2 separate regions of the Mus musculus genome follow, and region 2 is linked to region 1. The links are chromatin contacts, called in public Micro-C maps. All regions are on one chromosome and are shown on one strand. The core of a region is the stretch at or near the end of the contact, and the rest is flanking DNA. Distances in the headings are between cores, read along the strand shown.

Region 1 (3,376 bases), core at 759-3,258:
GACATCCATAGGGCTGCATACCACGGGCAGGGAAGGACAAAGGAGACTGACATTTTTCTCCTCCACATTAGCACACAGATTTCACTGGACGTCAGCTACACGCCACAGAGGCATCTCTAGTCCCTATGAGGACCTCACTGGAATTTTGTTAAACAACAGTGGAGTGCACACACTCAGGCTTTTGGGGTACCCTCAGGCTGAAGAGAGAAAGGTCAAGACCCTCTCCCCCACACCCTCCCCCACACATGCCCCTCGTTCCAGCCTAAACTGCAGGCTTGTTCTTCTGTTCCTCCCTGCCAATACAAGGGCTGTTCCCTCAGCCTGGAATGCCCACTCCCTCTGTCTCCCATTACCTCCCACACCCTGCCATCACCTCCCTGAGGAGCCTCCTGAGGCCTCTCCGGCTCCCGAGGAGGTAACCCTGTGTGGTAGATGAAATGGACACGCCCAGCTACCAGGCCTGACCTATCTATCCTGCTCTTCCTTGGGCTCTGAGCCTCAGATTTCCCATTAGTGGGAGGGGAGGAAGGACTCCTCTGGGGTGTACCTGGCATGAGTGGGCCCCGAGACCATTTTCTTCTGTTCCGTCCTCCCACCCTAGACAAGAGCTCTTTAAAGGCAGAGAGTACCTGCTTTTTATAAGAAGGCTCCAGTAACCAGCAGACCCAACGCAGAGCAGGTGTTCCCTACATGGTGACAGAGCCCCCATTTCACTGCCAAGGAGATCCAGACTAGAGGGGTAATATGGAGCTCACACTCCGCTTTCAAGCCTCTTAGCATCTCAAAAGCCGAGGAATCGGCCCAGTTTTATTAATGATCGGACTAGGGCTTATTTGGAGCCAAGCCTCACGTCCCTAACTTGCACTGCCAGTATCTCCTCCCTAACTCCCCACATCTCAGGCTGTCCAGGCTCATCGCCAAAGTCTAACTAACTCTGCCTGTGCCCAGGCCTGCCCCATAGGCCTCTTTAGAACCCACACTCCCCGAAACCCTACGGCAGGGCCCAAGACTGGTTGCCTGACTTCTGCAAAGGACAAGCAACACCTAACCCTCTCCTGCAGCTGCTCTCACAACCAAGAAGACTCACAAATTCAGCCCCTTCCACATCTGCACTTGTCTGGGAGTTGGGGGAAACTGGCCTTCCCTTTCTGAGCTCGGCCACCCACACTCCCGCCCCTATCCCAGTATCCACTTAAAAGGGAGAGTTACTTTTTGACAGTGAAGTGGTGTGCACTACACACCTGCCGTCTGGATGTTGAGTAGGGTGGAAGGGAGCCATCATTTACCAGACACCCGCCATAAATTAAGGCGCTCGTCAAGCACCGGCTGGGTGTGTGGGTACCGAGACAGAGTCCAAGTGTTAAAAGGCTCGTGGTCCTCCTTTGTCAGTCTCTGCCTGAAAGATCTGTTATCCTATGGGGAAGCCTCCACTTCCTTGCTTCGACTCATCCTCAACCCTCCTCCCTCCGCCGCTCCACGGGACAAAGACCCCACCAGTGGCCCAGGGAGGGCGGGGAAGGGGCCGGCCGGTCCCGAAAGCGGCGGTGGCGGCAGCGAGGAGGGGGCGCGGAGGAGCAGCTCCACCTCCTCTGTCTCCCAATCGCGTTACAGGCGGTGCCGCCAGAGTTTGCCTTCGCGCGCGCGAGTGTGGTCCCAACTCTGAGGACCGAAGCCACCCACCGGAGACACCACTCCGGCTGCCTGTGCCCAGCGGGATCGAGGCCTCGGGCCGTTCCACCTGGGTGCGCGCGGCTCTCGCCTGCAACCCCGCCTTCCCTGCCCAAGTCTCGCAACTCACCGCCCGACCCTCCTGCGGGATGCGCGCGGCGAGGCGTCCGCCCGCAGCTCCGGGCTAGCTCAGATCTGCGCGCGGCGGCCTTCCCTCCCCTCGGAGGTGGGTCTGGCGGAGCCGCAGCTGTTACCCGGAGACCGAGGGGCGGAAAAAACTGCGCCCGCCGCCCGCCCCTCCCGCCGCGGCGCTGCCTCCGCTGGGAACAAAGGAGACAAAGCCGCGTCGGCCGGCCCGGGCTCCGCTCCTTCCACCCCCCCACCCCCCGCCCGTCGGGCCGCCCTCCCCCCGCGCGCCGCCCGGACCAGGCCGGAAGCTGCCGGGAGAACGGGGTACGCGGCCCCAGCCATCCGGGACCCCGCATTCCGGTCCCGCGGGATCCGAGTTTGTGAAGGGCCTGGGGGGGTGATCAACCCCTCTCATTAAATGGGGGCTGCAGCGCCCGGGCGGTAGTCATGGCAACGCAGACGTGTAGGGTGAGGAGCGGAGCCGGGAGCGTGGGCGGTCCGCCCCGCCCAGCCGGGCCTCACCTGCGCGCCGCTTAGGACCAAGAGGCTACGGCCATGGTTGCGAGCCTTATTACCTGGGCGTTGAGATACAGCACTGGAGCCTTTCCCCGTCCTGCCAGAGTTCGAGGGACTTGTGCCCCACACCTGCTCTGCCTGTTCCATAACCACCATCTTGACTATCCCCAACGCACCTCGCCCAGCGCCCGGAGCGCCCTCATTCCCTTCTAGATCCCGGCCCTTGGAGCCATCCTCTCCCCCCAACTTTCTTCACCTGGTCTCCTAGACGCCAGCTTCTCCTCTTCTCACCTGGCCCTGCCCACCTTTCCTTCTTTCAATACTCCACAACACCCAACCTCTCCTTCCGGCCCCCACCCCTGGCTGTTTGAAGAGAGCCCGGGCTTTGGACCTGAGTTTGCGCCATCACTAAGCCATGTAACCTGACACCCCTTCCCCCCCCACACACACACACCCCGACCTTTTTGCTCCCTGACTAATAGGGGGTAATACCACCAAAGCTGAACTGTGTAAGCAGGGCATACTGGCTGTGAGGTGCAGAAGTAGGGTCTTATTTCCTTCCCTCCTCCACGGCCTGTACCTGGAGCCATGCAGAACTCAGAAGCCTTGAGCAAGTCTGGACTCCCTCCTTGGAAAACACCTGGGTCTTTCTGGGAAGGAAACCCTGGGCAGAGGTTCTCTCCTGAGGGCTTTATGCAGGGCGGTTCACACCCGGGCTTGCCAATGGCAATCTGTGGAGCCAGGACCTGACCCATCCTGAGGGCTTTTGAAGGACTTTGGCTCAAGGCCATTGGCATAGTGTCCAGAAAGGGAAAAACTGCATATACGTCACCTGGAAGCCTCTAAGGTTAGAGGGCTCTAAATCGGGGGAAGCCGTCTTCCGTATCTGCCACTTCACTAAGGGCTGATGCCAGGCTGCTCTACCATCACACCCTCAGACTCCCGTGGGGTGGGGTGGGGGTGGGGTGCTGGCTTGATTTATGTCAACTTGACAGAAGCTTGAGTTATCTGAAAGAATGAACTTCAGTGGAGAAATCGCTCCATAAGATCCCCCTGTAGGGCA
Region 2 (3,078 bases), core at 301-2,800, 1.4 Mb before region 1:
AAAGGTTCCCCCAAAAATGTGTAATGTGGTAATTTAGTGAAAAGTTTTGTTTTTCACTAGACATCCCTTCAAACCTTAACTTGGGAATGAATTTTGTTGCTATGTGCAGACATCAATACAAGCAAATTGAGGTAAAACAATGGTTTTTCTTAGTTGTCAGCACCTGCAATCCCAGCACTGAAGAAGCTGAAGAGGAAGGATCCCAGGTTCGAGGCCAGCCACAGTAAATTCAAGAGCAGCCTAGGCAACAAGGTGAAACCATTTATCTAAAAACAACAAAATGATCTTGTGAGGGCTTAGGGAAGCTTCGCACGGACTCCTGACTCTGAAGTGGAAGCTTGCTTTTTTACTTATGTTGTTGTTTTGAGGAAGCCTGCCTGCAATCCTAATTCAGTTGGTATCTCAGGTGTACACCACCATCTGACACCCAACAGAAATATAAAAATGCCCTAGGTGTACTGAAAAGAAACTATACGACAAAACTGTATTTCGCTTTACAAGTACACTATCTTCTTTAGAGAAGACTATACAAAGGGTCTCTTAACTAAATCTTCACACGCAGTAAAGCCATCCTTGTAGATAAGATTCTAGATTCTATTACCTAAGAAATAGGACGCCAAAGTGTTCAAGCATCATAATCAAGAAATGTTTGCCAGGTTTTCACTTTCAGGTTAAAAAACAAAACTGCTGTCACCTCAACAACGGGACCAGACAAACCTTGCCACCATTACAAAACCCAAGCGCCAAAGGTGCAGAATATGAAGCTCATCGCTCTACTGGGCCAGAATTGAGTGTCCAAGGAGGAGGGAAAACAAAAAACAAAAATAATATCAAAACCGGGAATGCAACGCGGGTCTCCTCCGCGGATCGAAGCGGGGAGACGCGCGGTAGGCCCTTCCGGTCCGAGTTGCCGTCACCGATAGGCCGGGCGATGGGCCGAGCTTCCACCCGAGCCCGAGGATTCTCGGCCTACACGAGCCGGCGCCCTGACGCCGGCGTCGGCCTTTGCGGCGCCTCGGACTATGCACCGTGGTTTGCAACAGAAGCCCGGGACGCCACCGAGTGTCCTGGAGGAGCTGCGCGGAACGCCGAACCTAAGCAGGCCGACCGAGGACGCGGCAACGGCAGAGGAGGCCGTGGCCGCCCCTCCCCCACCGGGCCGCCCGCCCCAACCGCCGCGGCGACGCGAGCAGCCTTCTCCGCGCCAGGCCCAACCGCCGGGCCAGCCGAGGCCAAGCGAGGCGGCCTCCAGGAGCTCCGCCCGGCCTGCCCTCCACCACGACCGCGAGAAGCCGCCCGGGGCCCGTTACTCCGCGCGCCGCCACCGGTCAGGACGCGCCGCCCTCGGGCTGGAGCGACCAACGACAGCGGGAGACCGCGGAGCAGAGACTTACTCAGGGGTCGGGTGCTCGGGATCGTAGAAATCCCCCATCTTCGGTGGCGGCTGCTGCGACGGCAGCGGCTTCATGAGGAGCGGCTGGAGGCGGCGACGCTAGCCCCCTCCCCGCGGCAGGCCGATGCGGGGGAGGGGACCGGAGGGGAGGCGGCCGCTGGTCCGATCGCGGCGGCGGCAGGGGCGGCCGGCGTCGCTGGCTGGCTGGCTGGCCCGCCCGCCCGCTCTCTCGCTCTCTCGCTCGCTCCCTCCCTCCCTCCCTCCCTCCAGCAACCGCCCGCCCGCCGCTCTCACCCTCACACACTCACTCCCGAAGCGACGCGCACCCCGCCCGCCCTGCAGCCTTGCAGGCCCAGCCCCTTAAAGAGACACGCACAGGGCAGCCCACCGGCCGCCAGTCGGCGCGCCAGCACCACCGACCCTGGCAGGGGCGGGGTACAACCCGCCGGCCAGGCCAGGCCTAGCCTGCGGCCTCCCGGAACAATAAGTCCCGGGGCCGAGTGTTGGAGGCGGGTCCCGGAGCTGGAGGGGAGCCACCGCTGCCCCTCCCTGGACAGCGTCCGTCCCGGGAACAGCCCAAGGCCGTCAGGACACCCGCCTTCATCCTTCGAAGCCCTGGGAGAGCCTGGCCTCCGGGCACTGAGGTAGCGCAGCTGCCGCCCTCGCCCGCTTGCTCCTTTATTCGGTCTCTCTCGCCCCTTCAACTGGCTCTCGGCCGCGCACCGAAAACCAAGCTAAGCAGGGGCTGCTTCTCAGCCTGGGCTTCTCGGACACGCCCTCCGCCCGCCAGCCTCCCGCAGCCCCCACCACCGTGTTCCCACCGAAACCACCTCACCGCGGTATTCTGCCCTCGCCCTAAAAGTCAGAGAGGCTATGTTTGTTAGACCTGGGGGGGGGGGGTGGTCCTGAGGAAAAGGTTATTAATTAGTCTTACTAAAAAAAAAAAAAAAAGTTAGATTAAACTAGAAACTTTTTATTTCTGGATTAGCAGGATTTCGTGAAACTATTAGCTAATTTACACCTCGCTGAATTTATAGCAGTTGCTTATCATGAAAGTGGCAGATTAGATAGTTGAGATCTTTTGTGGAATTTTCTTTGATTAGCCACTAATTTTTTAATTGGAATCACCAATAAATTGAAATGTGATCTAACAGAATCCTTCACTAGCTAACTTGGCCGTATTGTTTAGACAAACATCTTCTGTAGTTAAGACTTACCCTGAACACTTGAATGCTTCATCCTGCCTACAACCTCTTGGGTGCTGGGATTCTAGGTTTTTTGTTTTGTTTTTCAAGACAGGGTTTTTCCTGTGGCCTAGAACTCAAATCCATCTGCCTCTGCCTCCCATGTGCTGGGGTTAAAGGCGTGTGCCACCACTGCCCAGCCTAAAATGTATTTTTAAAATTGTTTTTATAGGAATGGTATGTGTTGAGCCACACACATGCGCACGTGGAGATCAGAGGATAACAGTGAGTCCATTTTTGTCTCCCATGTGGGTCCTGTAACTTACATCATAAGGCTAGGCAGAAAGTGCCTTTACTCACTGAGCCATCTACCATGCATTTACATTTTTTTTCACTTGTATGTAGGCTAGCAGAATTTTTTTATCATTTTGTTTAGAGGTTAATCTGGATTTTTTTTTTCCTGGTAACTTTTACTCATATCATGGAAGTTCAAGGTCCACC

What was found. Hi-C and Micro-C count contacts between places; a contact is called where the count stands out from the background.
Region 2: a Micro-C map of embryonic stem cells shows a contact between it and region 1, with 6 times the contacts expected there. The contact joins the promoter of Setd2 here to the promoter of Plxnb1 in region 1. A contact is called at or near these places in 1 of 39 promoter capture datasets (pre-B cells) and 1 of 484 Hi-C or Micro-C datasets (embryonic stem cells).

What each region holds. Positions count from the first base shown.
Region 1 is chr9:109,094,068-109,097,443 of GRCm38.p6, reverse strand. It overlaps Plxnb1 (plexin B1), which reads right to left and starts at 2,008. Exons shown (of 38, transcript NM_172775.2): 1 at 1,799-2,008. It overlaps Gm7628 (predicted gene 7628), which reads left to right. Exons shown (of 2, transcript NR_168955.1): 2 at 1,612-3,376.
Region 2 is chr9:110,531,069-110,534,146 of GRCm38.p6, reverse strand. It overlaps Setd2 (SET domain containing 2), which reads right to left and starts at 1,550. Exons shown (of 21, transcript NM_001081340.2): 1 at 1,395-1,550. The coding sequence starts at 1,468.